2 separate regions of the Mus musculus genome follow, and region 1 is linked to region 2. Evidence: chromatin contacts called from public promoter capture Hi-C data. All regions are on one chromosome and are shown on one strand. Each heading gives the region's core, a stretch centred on a gene start, on an enhancer-like site or on the middle of the called end of the contact. The rest is flanking DNA. Distances are from core to core; before and after follow the strand shown. Region 1 holds the start of Slain1 (SLAIN motif family, member 1). Region 2 holds the start of Acod1 (aconitate decarboxylase 1).

The links. Promoter capture Hi-C pulls out the DNA fragments that hold promoters and counts their contacts.
Region 1: a contact with region 2 is called in a promoter capture Hi-C map of pre-B cells. The contact joins the promoter of Slain1 here to the promoter of Acod1 in region 2. A contact is called at or near these places in 3 of 39 promoter capture datasets (the C10 cell line, frontonasal cranial neural crest and pre-B cells), 1 of 15 datasets of contacts at CTCF or cohesin (large pre-B cells), 1 of 484 Hi-C or Micro-C datasets (B cells), 5 of 115 datasets of contacts at active chromatin or transcription factors (craniofacial prominence, double positive thymocytes, effector CD8 T cells and 2 more) and 1 of 9 other capture datasets (liver).

What each region holds. Positions count from the first base shown.
Region 1 is chr14:103,646,324-103,652,294 of GRCm38.p6, forward strand. Slain1 (SLAIN motif family, member 1) reads left to right here and starts at 3,905. Exons shown (of 7, transcript NM_198014.3): 1 at 3,905-4,585. The coding sequence starts at 4,032.
Region 2 is chr14:103,044,170-103,050,304 of GRCm38.p6, forward strand. It overlaps Acod1 (aconitate decarboxylase 1), which reads left to right and starts at 2,843. Exons shown (of 5, transcript NM_008392.1): 1 at 2,843-2,910; 2 at 5,106-5,267; 3 at 5,440-5,529. The coding sequence starts at 2,899. It overlaps Gm41235 (predicted gene, 41235), which reads right to left and starts at 4,571. Exons shown (of 4, transcript NR_168885.1): 1 at 4,464-4,571; 2 at 3,795-3,917; 3 at 2,057-2,088; 4 at 1-1,384.

The sequences.
Region 1 (5,971 bases), core at 2,655-5,154, 600 kb after region 2:
GGAACCAAAGTTGTCTCTTGACGCTGTAGCCCTACCTGACGTTGGGGCTAGCGTCGCTAAGCTCGGCCACCTCCTATGCTGCTGAGTTGGGTTTTCATCTCCACACCTGTCTTGAGCTATAGTTAGCTGTCTATGTGCTTTCTTCCCTAGATAAAGTCTCAGAGGAGACAGGGTCTTACTCACCTTTTAAAAATTATATAGTGCTCGGACTTATGCATAATAGACATATAACAAGTATTTATTAAGAGGGTTTTTTGAAAGTATAGCTTGCTAAACAAACAGATCATTATCACTATTACTCTTCCTGTAAGCACCACGGTATGACTTTATAGGGTATAATTACATGGGTGTTTGACATGAGTCTAAGTAGGAGTTCTGAGTGAGGTTAGGATGTGCAACCTAAACACAGAGTATTATTGATGTGTTCATTTCTCTCTGTATTACCCCCTTAGATTAAAACACCACACATTCAACGTAGCAAGAGTTGTTCTAGTTCTATTTGGGTCATATGTGAAGTAATCGATCATCGTGGGTCTGCAAAAGGCCTTCTTATCATCCCGTGTTGCTCCTACAAGATAAATGAAGCATATGCAAATAACTAATTGGGTTCTGATCTTGGTTCCAGATACAATGTGAGAATTTACCTATTCATCTTGTTGTGTTTCAATCTTTCTCTGTCATGTGCTTGCCGCCCCTTGAGGCACCGAGAGAGCACATGAGCACATTCCACTCTCTCCTCTGTGGAGAGCAGGCACTTCCAGTAAGAGGCAGGCTCACAGAAGCACTGGCCTCTGAATCACACTGAAGATACAGGTGGAGATCCTTGATCTCGATTTACATATTAGGTGAATTTTTACGTCTTGGGGTAACTGGATCCACAGTTGTGCATTTCTGCAGGAGAAAGAGGAGAGTCATCGGGCCAGGGGCAAGTGCTCAGAACTGCTGTTGTTTTTATGTCTAGACTTGGGCAGGTAACCTAGCCTGGCTCTTGTGTAAAACTAGGATAACAACAGGCAGGGTGTCTCTAGATTTCTTAAGAGACTTCTTTCTATTCATATGCCCAAGAGGATATTATGGTATGTTTCAGTTAGAGTTCCTACTGATGTGATGAAAACCATGACCGAAGCAACTTGGGGAGGAAGGGTTTATTCGGCACTTCTATATCATTGTTCATCATCAAAGGCAGTCAGGAGCCATGGAGGAGTGCTGCTTATTGGCTATGCTTCCTCTGGTCCACTCAGCCTGCTTTCTTATAGGAACCTGGACCACCAGGGCTGGGCCCTCCCACATCGACTTCTAAGAAGAAGGCTACAGGCTTCTCTGCAGCCCAGTCATACACTGGCATTTTCTCAGTTAATCTTCCTATTTTCCTCAATGACTCTAGCTTGTGTTGAATTGACATAAAGTAGCCGGCACATAGTATTTGTGCAGTTTTGTTGTCAGGAAAGTGATTGAATTGACAGGTGACAGATATAGGTGACTACGTTAATTTTAGGTTTTTAAAAGTAACTTCAGAAACAGTGTGTGATTTTTAAAGCGTAAGGAAAAAGGACTATTGGAAAACATGAATTTCTTGATGCAGTTTTGAGTGTGTGATATATGGATGCTTCCCACAAAGGTTTTAGTGAGACATGCATTTTTATGTCAATAGACTTTGTACATTCTGAAATCACCTCTTCGTTTCATTTAAAATACTAAATTTTAAATACTAAATAAATTGAGACACTACCTATGCACTTGATTTCAGAGAACACAGCTTGAAATTTGCATCAAAATAAAAAAAACTAAGACTGCTTAATTAAAACCTTGACACTACCAACCTCTTCAATTATGTGTTAAGGAGATGGGCACCCTGGGGATACCAACTTAAAATCAGTGTGCATTTTGAGTGCCATTAGCACGCACACATGCACAGCTCTCTGAAGGGAAGAAAAGAGCTTTCACAGGGAAAAAAAAAAACCCTAACATTTCTCTTGAGCAGAAATTATTTTGCTTTTTAAAAGCAAGGAGAGACCATGCCTGCTGCAACCCCAAACAGTGCTTCCTATATTTTCTGGGGCTTAAATGCTCAGGTATGCTTTTTTTTTTTCTTTTTGTAAACAGTCACAAATTTTTACAATAATTGTTACTTAAAAAATAGTTCTACAGTGTAGATCAGAAAGAGCAAATGCAGGAGGGGATGAGTGCTTAGTTCTCTGCTTCTTTAGAGTATATGAATGCTGTAGTAGAAATGACTGCTTCTCTTTACTTGTTAACTCTTGTTGTTTAAACTGTTATGTGCTGATCCCTAATTTCTTTCACTGATGTGGCACTCAGCAGCTCTTTGTTCTCTTTGTGCCTGTCCTCTCCCTTTCTTTGTGTTTCAGGGATACTGCTGCCCGCATCTGCCACTGAGCATGCGGGGAAAATCTTTCAATAGATTCTTCACTTAGGAGTTTCAGCAGTAGTACTCCACTTCTCCAGGTTTTAGTAATAACCAACAGGCCCAAAAAAAGGAAACTTGGAAAGGTGGTGGGAGATACAGGTGGTTGGGGTCAGATGGCCAGCGGGGCTCTGTGTGGAAGGTAACTTCAGGGAAGTTAGCATACACTAACTTCCAGAAGCTCTCTCCAGCCGAGTTAAATTCAGGACACCCACCTTTGCACATACACCCAAGTTTAGAGCTGTAGCTTGCCAAGTGAGAAGACACAAGTGTTTCTGAGCAGCAAGGCACAGGATCAAATTTTAAAAGATTAGAGGCAACATCCTAGCGCTGCCACAGAGATGTGCGGTATGTTTTCATTGACGTCATGTGTACAGTGCCTGAGCGAGGCCCTTCACAAGCTAGTACACCGTCTGAGGATGAAAATCAGCGGTGTGGATTGTTCTCGCACTATAACGGCAGGCTTTCCTTTGTGTTAAACCCACAAAATGCTAAGTCAACATTAACTGAACAAAACGATCGGTTCATCTGCGTAAAAGCATTTTTGTTGAAAAAATAAAAAGCATGGTTTCCAAGAATCCCCCCCCCCAAAAAAAAAAAAAAAACCAAACAAGCAAACCAACAAACAACAAAAAAGCAGGGAATGTTATACCTTTCCTCTTTTCGCTCAGGCACGTGTGACTTTAATAGTGTAAATGATTTAACAGATGGTGCACAATTTTGCTTGTATTTGCAATCACTGATGCCTGTTGTTCACTTGCTCAAAAAGCCAGCGTTTAGAACACAGTGGAGCATGCAGGAGATGCTCAAAGATCTTTTGTCTAATATAAAAGAGCATGAAAACCCAACTCTCCTTTCATGGTGAAAGACTGGTGGGGATAGTTCATATATGGCTATTTTAGATAGACTGAAGTGAACGCCTGACTCTTCAGCAGCTGGCCATCCTCCCTCATAGAGACTGGGATTTCTCACTTTCCCTCCTTATTCTCTCCTATCCCACCATTTTGTTTCTGTGCTACTTAATACTACCCTTAGCCGCATCTTTTCAAACAGACCCAAAGCATCTGTTGTTGCTTTTTTGGGGGGGGGGTGAGCATCATGTTCCCCAGACCTTTTTTCACGAGGTTTCATTAGCAGGTGGCAATACCCTGAAGTCTAAAAGTGCTCTTGTAAGAGGGCTAGCCATTGGCCCTGGGTACGTTTTTCCCCTGCCACAGACACCTGCTACTTCTTTAGATCCCGCCCCTGGCTGTAGTCCTAGAAGTGGGGTTCTCTCGCCCAAAGCGGAAGAAGTGCGAGCGGCGGGAAGTTCAGGCCAGGTCCAATCAGGCACCTGAGGTTAGGTGGTGTGGGTGCAGACGGATGCCCAGGGAGGGTCCCCGCCGCAGGTCCCGCCCCCACGACACATCCATCACCAGAAGCTCCGCCCCTCGCGCCCCGCCCCGTCCCGGGGCCTCGGCTAAAACCCGGAGCCGCTAGAGCAGAGCACGGTGCAGAGCTGCGCGGCTGCTTCTTCCTCGGCCGGAGGCTGGGCCCTGGTGCTGATGCTGGTAGGCTGCGCGAGCTGGGCCCGCGTAGCCTCCTCGCCGCGGCGCTCGGGGCTCCCGCGATGATGGCGGAGCAGGTGAAATGCGCCTCGCCGGTGGCGGCCTCCGGCGCCGGCCCGGGGCCGGTGGTGAACGCCGAGCTGGAGGTGAAGAAGCTGCAGGAGCTGGTGCGCAAGCTGGAGAAGCAGAACGAGCAGCTGCGCAGCCGGGCGGCCAGTGCGGCCGCCGCCCCGCACCTGCTGCTGCTGCAGCCGCCGCCGCCCTCCGCCCCGCCGCCAGCCGGGGCCTGCAGCCCGCTCGCCACGCACAGGGCCCCGGCCAGCACGACCTCCCCGGGCCCGGGGGCGCTGGGCCCCGCGTTCCCGGGCACCTACTGCTTGCCCAGCCCCGCGCCCTCCCTGCTCTGCAGCCTGCAGCCGGCTGACGCGCCCTTCGTCTACTCCAAGCCGGCGGCGGGCTTCTTCGGCGGAGGTGGCAGCCCGGAACCGGGGACCGCAGGGACCCCGCCGGGGGAAGCCGCCACGCCGCCGTTGCCGCCTCCAACGCTGCTGGACGAGGTGGAGCCGCTGGACCTGGAGAGCTTGGCCGCCTGGAGCGAGGAGGACGACTACACCTGGTATAGCCGAGCTCCGCCGCCCCCTCCCCCCGGAGTTGGGAGGCCCAGCACGCGGGGGCGGGGCGTGGGAGGCAGGGGACCCAGAGGCCTAGCAGGTGCCAAGCCCTGAGCAGAAGCTTTGCATGGAGGCAGAAACCTGTTTTAGCATTGTGCCTATTGGTCCGACTGGGGACTGCCATCTGCCCCGTGCTTTGCTCTTTGCTGATTACGGGGTCCCAAGCGCCTCGTTAGCCTTAAATGCACAACTCATGTCATCTTGTCGCTCAGCCCTGCTCTCTTCTCTCTCTCTCTCTCTCTGTGTGTGTGTGTGTGTGTGTGTGTGTGTGTGTGTGTGTGGTGAAGGTGCTTGTCTTCTGCTCTCCTCCACTGCTTACCGTTCTTTCCTTACAAACGAACGCTGCACAGGATTGGTGTGCAGCCCCCCTTTGGTCACATCGGAAGCCGCCTAGTGATGAGCCTCTTCTCAGACATCTGCTATTGCAGTTGAGTTGTGTAGTTATATATGCCATCTCTCTGTATTTTCATAGATAACCTTTCAGATACCGATTTGATTATTAAAGGTGTGCCATCCTGGTACGTCAGAGGCAAAGGTTTTTTTAAGGACTGGAGGGGGCAGATGGAGGCGCTACGTTCTTTTAAAAAAATTGAACTTAAGAGGAATTTTCATTAATTTAGAAATGAAACCACATTGAAGAAAAAGTAGGTAGTTTTATGTTAATTTGACACAGGCTAGAGTCATCAGAGAGGCGGGAACCTCAATAATGCCTCCACAAGATCAGACTGTAGGTAAGCCCGTAGAACATTCTTAATGGTTGATATTGGAGGGCCCAGCCCATTGTGGGTGTTGCCATCCCTAGGCTGGTGGTCCTGAGGTTAAATAAGGAAGCAGGTTGAGCAAGTCCTGGGGTGCAACCCAGTAACTAGCACCCCTCCATGGTCTCTCATTTAGCACTTGCCTCCAGATTCCTGCCTTGTTTGAGTTCTTGTCTTGTATGAGTTCCTGTCCTGACTTCCTTTAATGATGAACTGTGGTGTGGAAGTGTAAGCTAAATAAGTCCTCCCTTGTCGTCTTTCCCCCCCCCCCTCCCCAAGTTGCTGTGTGTGTGGGTCCTGGTGTTTAATCACAGCAATTTTAACCAGAGGATGGCACTATTAGAGACACTTTATTATCTAGTTTTAGAAACTTTTAGGGTTGATTGTAAGGATGGTGGAAACTGGACGTGTCTATTCAATGGACTCTGGTTAGCTGTGTGTTTCTGCTCATGAATGAGTACTTTTTTGAGGAGACAGGTGCCTAAGCCCCTGCTGCTTGCTCATGGAAGGCTTGGCCTTGGAGTATCTTCTGTTAGGAATCGCTTGCTTGGTCGCTAGACATCCTCTAGGCGT
Region 2 (6,135 bases), core at 1,593-4,092:
TGTAATGTCCCCATGTCCCTAGTGCCTTCAGCATCAGGTGTGACATCCAGCAACCAAGAGGTCCACAAGACAAAAGATTTTGGCCATGTGCCATTTGGAAGAAAGACAGAAGAAAATAAAATGCAAGGGTCTGTGCCCAACACCTGTTTGGTCAGGACTCCTCCTAGTAACAGCCTGGTGTCACTCATACCAGAAAACTCCAGTTCCTTCAGAACCTTACCATAGCCCTTCATGATGGGTAGCAGATATCTATGAAAGGAAACTCAAGAGAAACAAGATCAATATTCCTAGCAGGGGAATTGATCAGACTGACATCTGACACCGGAAACTGGCAGCTGTGCCATTCACTTTAAAACTGCTTACAGAGTCCTGGTATTTTGCTCCAAAGAGGTACAATGAAGCATAAAGCGTGGATGCTCTGAACAACAGAAGCATGACAAAGTCCATCTCTCCCTCGGCATTCCAAAACTGTTCTATTGATTGCAGTGATTCCTGTTGACTTCCCATAGGCTCCCACCATTGAATTTTTGTTGAATTCCCAGCCAGTTAACAGTTGAGATAGTTAATTCTCCGGTATCAGGTTCTTGCACATCTTCCAATAATGAAGTCAGTAGACAGCAAAGGGAAATTTAGAAAACCATATTTGCCACGTTGAAACAATTCAAAGAGGACAGTCAAGACTCAAACACATCCTCTGAGATCCTTGCCAGTGGCAGGATGCCAACCAAGATTCAGTGTCAGGGCTGCAGCTCTATGCTCTCAGCAGTCTTCAGGGTACAAATTAAGAAAGATTGTGGGAGTTACAGTTGCATGTCCTCAACAGGCCTCAGGGTGCCTAGCCCATAAGTTACAAGTGTTACAGCCCTGTGATCTCACCAGGCTTCAGGGGGACACACAAAAACTGTTGGTAAGTATTACAGTTTGAACGCTGTTAGGGGCTTTGGAGTGCTAGCCAATAGCAATCCCTGGCAGAACAATTCTGCAGAGTGATCATTGACAGGGGTAACAAGCCTAGCATACCTCCTGTCTCTGGCAGGTCTTGAAGGCTTGAGTTGCAAATCTCTGCAAGTCTCTGAAGCAATGAATCTTGGGTAGTCCAAGTAGTTGCATGAATGAATTACCTTCTGAATTCAAAATATGAAGCTTTGTGGACTGAAGGAAGATGAGTCCCCCAACCTGCAGCTGCAGAAAGAGCCTGTAGACTGCTCTGAGCACATTCTCTGCCCGGGACAGAAGCCTCCAGTGTGGCAAGACTCTTAACTAGTCTGTCTCCTCTCTGAAAACTTAAAGGCATTCTTCTTTCTCAGGAGAAAGTCTGGGAGCCAAGCTCCTGGTCAGACAGGGATCCAGCTGAGAGCAGGACTTCATCTTTAGGCCTCTTCTTCTGCAAAAAAGGGGAACATGTGAGGGCCAGGACACAGGTCAGAACCAGAAGACTTCAGAGAGTCAGAATCCTGCCTGCCTGGGTGCCTGGTTCTGAAGTCCTCCTCCTCCTCCTCCTCCTCCTCCTCCTCCTCCTCCTCCTCCTCCTCTTCCTCCTCCTCCTTCTTTCTCTCTCTCTCTCTCTCTCTCTCTCTCTCTCTCTCTCTCTCTCTCTCTCTCTCTCTCTCTCTCTTCTCCAAGGAATAATCTGTGAAGGATGATTTTCCAGAGTTCTCCTCTATTACACTCAACCAGGTGGTCTCTGATTAGCCAAATGTGTGTACTTGGCATGTGTGTGTGTGTGTGTGTGTGTGTGTGTGTGTGTGTGTGTGTACATGTGTCTGTGTGGTGTGTATTTAGATATTTTTAATTAATTTTTTGAGATTTTAATTTATTTATTTATGTATTTACAACATTTCCACCCCTCCTCCTTCTCTTCTTTTAACTCTGGCCACCATTCCTCACAAATTCATGGCCTCTTCTTTAGTTATCACACACACACACACACACACACACACACACACACACGTGTGCACACATATGTACACGTACTTTCTCAACTGTCTCTGAGCCTTAGGTGTAGGGGTTTCATTGTTGGTATATCAGTTAGGTCTGGGCACCCATGCTCACTTACTCGTTATAGATAGTTGTAGTAGTCGTCTCCATCTACAATAAAAAGAAGCATCGTTGATGAGGGGCAGAGCTACACTTATCTGTGCGTGAGTAAGTATTTAGAATGCAGCTAGGTTTAGGGAACTGGCAGTGGTAGGCTCTCCTCTAGGATTCATAACCTTTAGGTTATGGCACATTTAGTGACTTCGTTAGTTACCTCTGGGTTATCGCCTCTGAAATTATGATGTGATTGGTGGCTTTGTTCACAGTACCAGTCATGGATTTCCTTCTGGTAAGCAGGCTCTAAGTCCAATAAGAACCAGTCAGGGTTTTTGTTTTTTGTTTTTTTCATCATTCCCAGAAGCTGTTTCATGGTTGGTTGGTGACAATGGGCTGTCTGTGAGAAGGCTGCTCTGAGTGACTCCTTGCCTTTCCAGATCTGGGGGCTTTTCTTCCTCTGTCATAGTCTTGCTATTTCCTTGTGATAAGTCTTCAAGAGTGGGATGCCCAGTAAAGAGAGTGTGCACTCTTCTCACCTATGGCCCCTAGCTGGGACAGGCCATCCCTCTGTAATTATAACTTAGTTTTTCTTATGTCTGTGAGGAATCATCAGATTATGGCCGCTGTAACACCTCCTCTCATCAGCCCTACATCTATAAGGGAGCTCTACACAACACAACAAAGGAAGTTTAAGTGAGGTCATTGGGGAGGTGTTGAAATGGTGGAAATTCCATGGTTGAAACAAAAGTGAAAGGGACAGACCTGGAGGGAGTGACTGTGTATAAAGGCACACGTCCACTAAAGGCCCCCAGCCAGCAACTACTCCTGCCATCCACTCCTGAGCCAGTTACCCTCCAGAGCAACATGATGCTCAAGGTATCGTAGCACTTGATGGCGCTTGCCTAAACTGCCTTCCTGGCTTGATTCTTCCTTTCTCAATCAGTTGGTCTTTTGCTAGCTATCTGCTCTGCTGCAGAAAGGACATCTTAGCTTTGCTTATGGTCTCTGAGCTGCCTGATTTAGCTATCTGTTGGCTTTCATCAGTATTTGACAGACAATGCCCATGATCCCATTGCTTCCTCCTAGCAAGAGAGTTAGGCCTGGTAAGTTCACTGAACCTCCACCTCTTGGTTTTGTGTGTGTCCTCTGTGGGACAGGAGCACATCTGTGATGGGAGCACAGGGGCACATCTGTAATTATCTATTTGCTCTCATGTACCCTGTAGTCCCCTGGCAGGTTTTTTAAGTTGGATGGCCTCATTTACTGGTTTGGCAGTTTAGAGAACAGTGCACAGGGAACTTGCCAGGGCTCCTGACACTTATTATAAAACGAATGACTCCATACTCCGCTTTAATCTATACATTAGTCACAGGAGCTTACTAAAAAGATAGACAAGTGCCCCTATAAAGTCAAGCACGCCAGCAAGACATTTGACTTGTAGATGAAGGATGACTCACAGGAATCTGAGTGGAGCTATTGTCCCCCTTATGATCTCTCCCTCCATGGTCAGGGAGGGCGGCTTGTTCTTTGGCTCTCAGATCGTGTTCAGCACTATCAGGTCAGGGGAGCCCAGTGGTCTGTCGTAAATCACATAAGCAGTGCCAGCCCGATGCCTTGAGATCTATGCTGCTGTTCCTCATCTGCTATTCATCAAATGTTTAACTGGTACTTGGAAATCAAGCCAGCTGATTATTATTGAGTCCATTCTTTTCCCTCCTTCCCTCCTCTTCTGCATATAAAATGCTTGTCAAAATACTTACCAGTAGGAAAAACAGCATCATTGTCTTCCTCGGCCCTAAACAGAAACATCCACAGCAATATCTGTTTGCTCTCCAGGCTGGCTCGGCTCCCGCTTTCTCCTACTGCAAGCTCTCTTGGTTTTTCTGTCAAAGTTTTACAAATGTAACAAATGTTCCATTCTCTTGAAAATGACAGTCGTTATATGACCTATAAATCTGAAGACTCTAAGGATAGGGCTATGGCTGAGACAGGAGAATTGTCCAAAGTTCAAAGCCAGCCTGAGCTACATAGTGAGTCCAGTTTAGCCAGGGCCACACAGAAAGACCCTGCCTCAGAAAGAAAAAGAAAAGAAGAGAAAAAAGGGCTGGTGGGTAGAAGGTGGAAGATTTTCCTGTAGATGAGGGTTCTAGTCTCTGTCTCTACTTTGGCAGTAAGTCCATCGTGAGAGACTTTAGACCCTTCAGATTCTCCAATCTGACACGTCTTCTAGCTATTATTTGTAAATGGGCAATGTTACAGTCAGAGATGGAGAGGAAGTTAGGCAATAATGTGATTATCAAATGTGGAAAGGAAAATTACTTAATAGTTCACTAAGGAACTCCAAGTCAGGTATGTGGTGGAAGCCCCTTCCAGTTGGCTATTTTTAAATCATATTTTCCTGTGAAGGGACACAGAATCAAAATTATTACCTGTGGATTGAAGAGCTTGATAATTAAAGGAATCGCTAAGTCCTCTGCTAGTGGCAGGAGATGCTAATCCTCTTGCCGTGAGGGCTTGTGTCTGGTTTGATCACCTTCTACAAGTGATGGCCACAAACCACAATGTCCTTCCTTCCTCCTCCCACCTCGGTCTAGCCTTCCCTTCACTGTTACCCGTCACCTCTGTTGTCATGTGCTTACCAGCTTGCATATTTTCACATCGCTGTGAGTTACAATGCACTATCTACTTGAAACACTCATTACCGTACCTGACACAACTCAGGAAGGCCAGTGCTCAGTAATCTGAACGCACTTCCCGTCCAGATGTCCTCACTTCATGGACAGTTGTCCTATCTTCCCCTCTGTCTGTGTTCCCATCACGCTTTGTTGACATCATCTGCCAAGCAGCCTGCATTATCAGTGTGACTGGGCAAAGAACTTCATTATTGTGTATTTCCAACTCCTCATGCCTAACGAGGTATGTACCTAGTGTGCATTGCTTTGTAGAAAGGAAACTTAATTACATCAAGCAGGTTTCTTCTCATGGAGGAAAAGTCTTTACCAGAAGGTCTCAAAAGAAGCGAGTGCATACAAAGGGGGTGCGAGGAGGTTCTAACCTTCTTCTCTTTGAAGTCTGTCACAGAGAGCTTTGCTGGTATGATTCACGGCTTGAAAGTGAACCACCTGACAGATGGTATCATTCGGAGGAGCAAGAGGATGATCCTGGATTCTCTGGGCGTTGGCTTCCTGGGGACAGGCACAGAAGTGTTCCATAAAGTCACCCAATATAGTAAAGTAAGAAGTGCAAAGTTTGCTTTCAAGATAAAACAAATAAACAAACATGCATGCACACCCCCTCCCAGGGGTCCTGTGAGGCCCGACACAGTGCCTCCAGGATGAAGAGTAACTCTGGGAATGCCAGCTCAGTCTATTGCTGTATTAATTAACTGGTGTTCTTCTGTTGCAGATCTACAGTTCCAACACCTCCAGCACTGTTTGGGGTCGACCAGACTTCAGGCTCCCACCGACATATGCTGCTTTTGTTAATGGTGTTGCTGTAAGAAAGTTTGTTGGTCTTCTCTTTAATTAAATCATTATAACTCCAGAGGCAGGAACGAGATCACTAAGGTTCAGAAATCTGAGGTGGCCTGCCCTTCCTCCTCATTTTCCTGAATCTACAATAAACTGGTACTTTCCCCATCAATTATAAAGGAGAAGAAATGGAGGCTCTAGATTAAAATTACTCATAAAGTATTGTAATTCTGGACCTTGAATAGACATAAGTATGATGTGTATATAACTTCATATGCAAACATAATGCCTTCTTGATCCCTGTTGTGGCTCCCAGTATCTGTACAGTATCAATTACCAGGTATTGTTTCAGAAAGAAAGAGTGGCCACATGCTATTTCCATTTTCTCAATGAAGAGTATGGAATTAGAAGTTTTCATCCAATAGATAATTTTCATGTTGTTTCTTGTGTATCAGGGAATGTCTACAAGACAGTGTGTGTGTGTGTGTGTGTGTGTTTGTGTGTGTGTGTGTGCATGTGTGTGTGTGTGTGTGTGCGGTGTGTGAGTGTATGTGAGTGTGTGTATGTATGTGTGTGTGAGAATGTGTATGTGTGTGTAAGAGAAAGAGAGAGGAGGAGAGAGGGAGGGAGG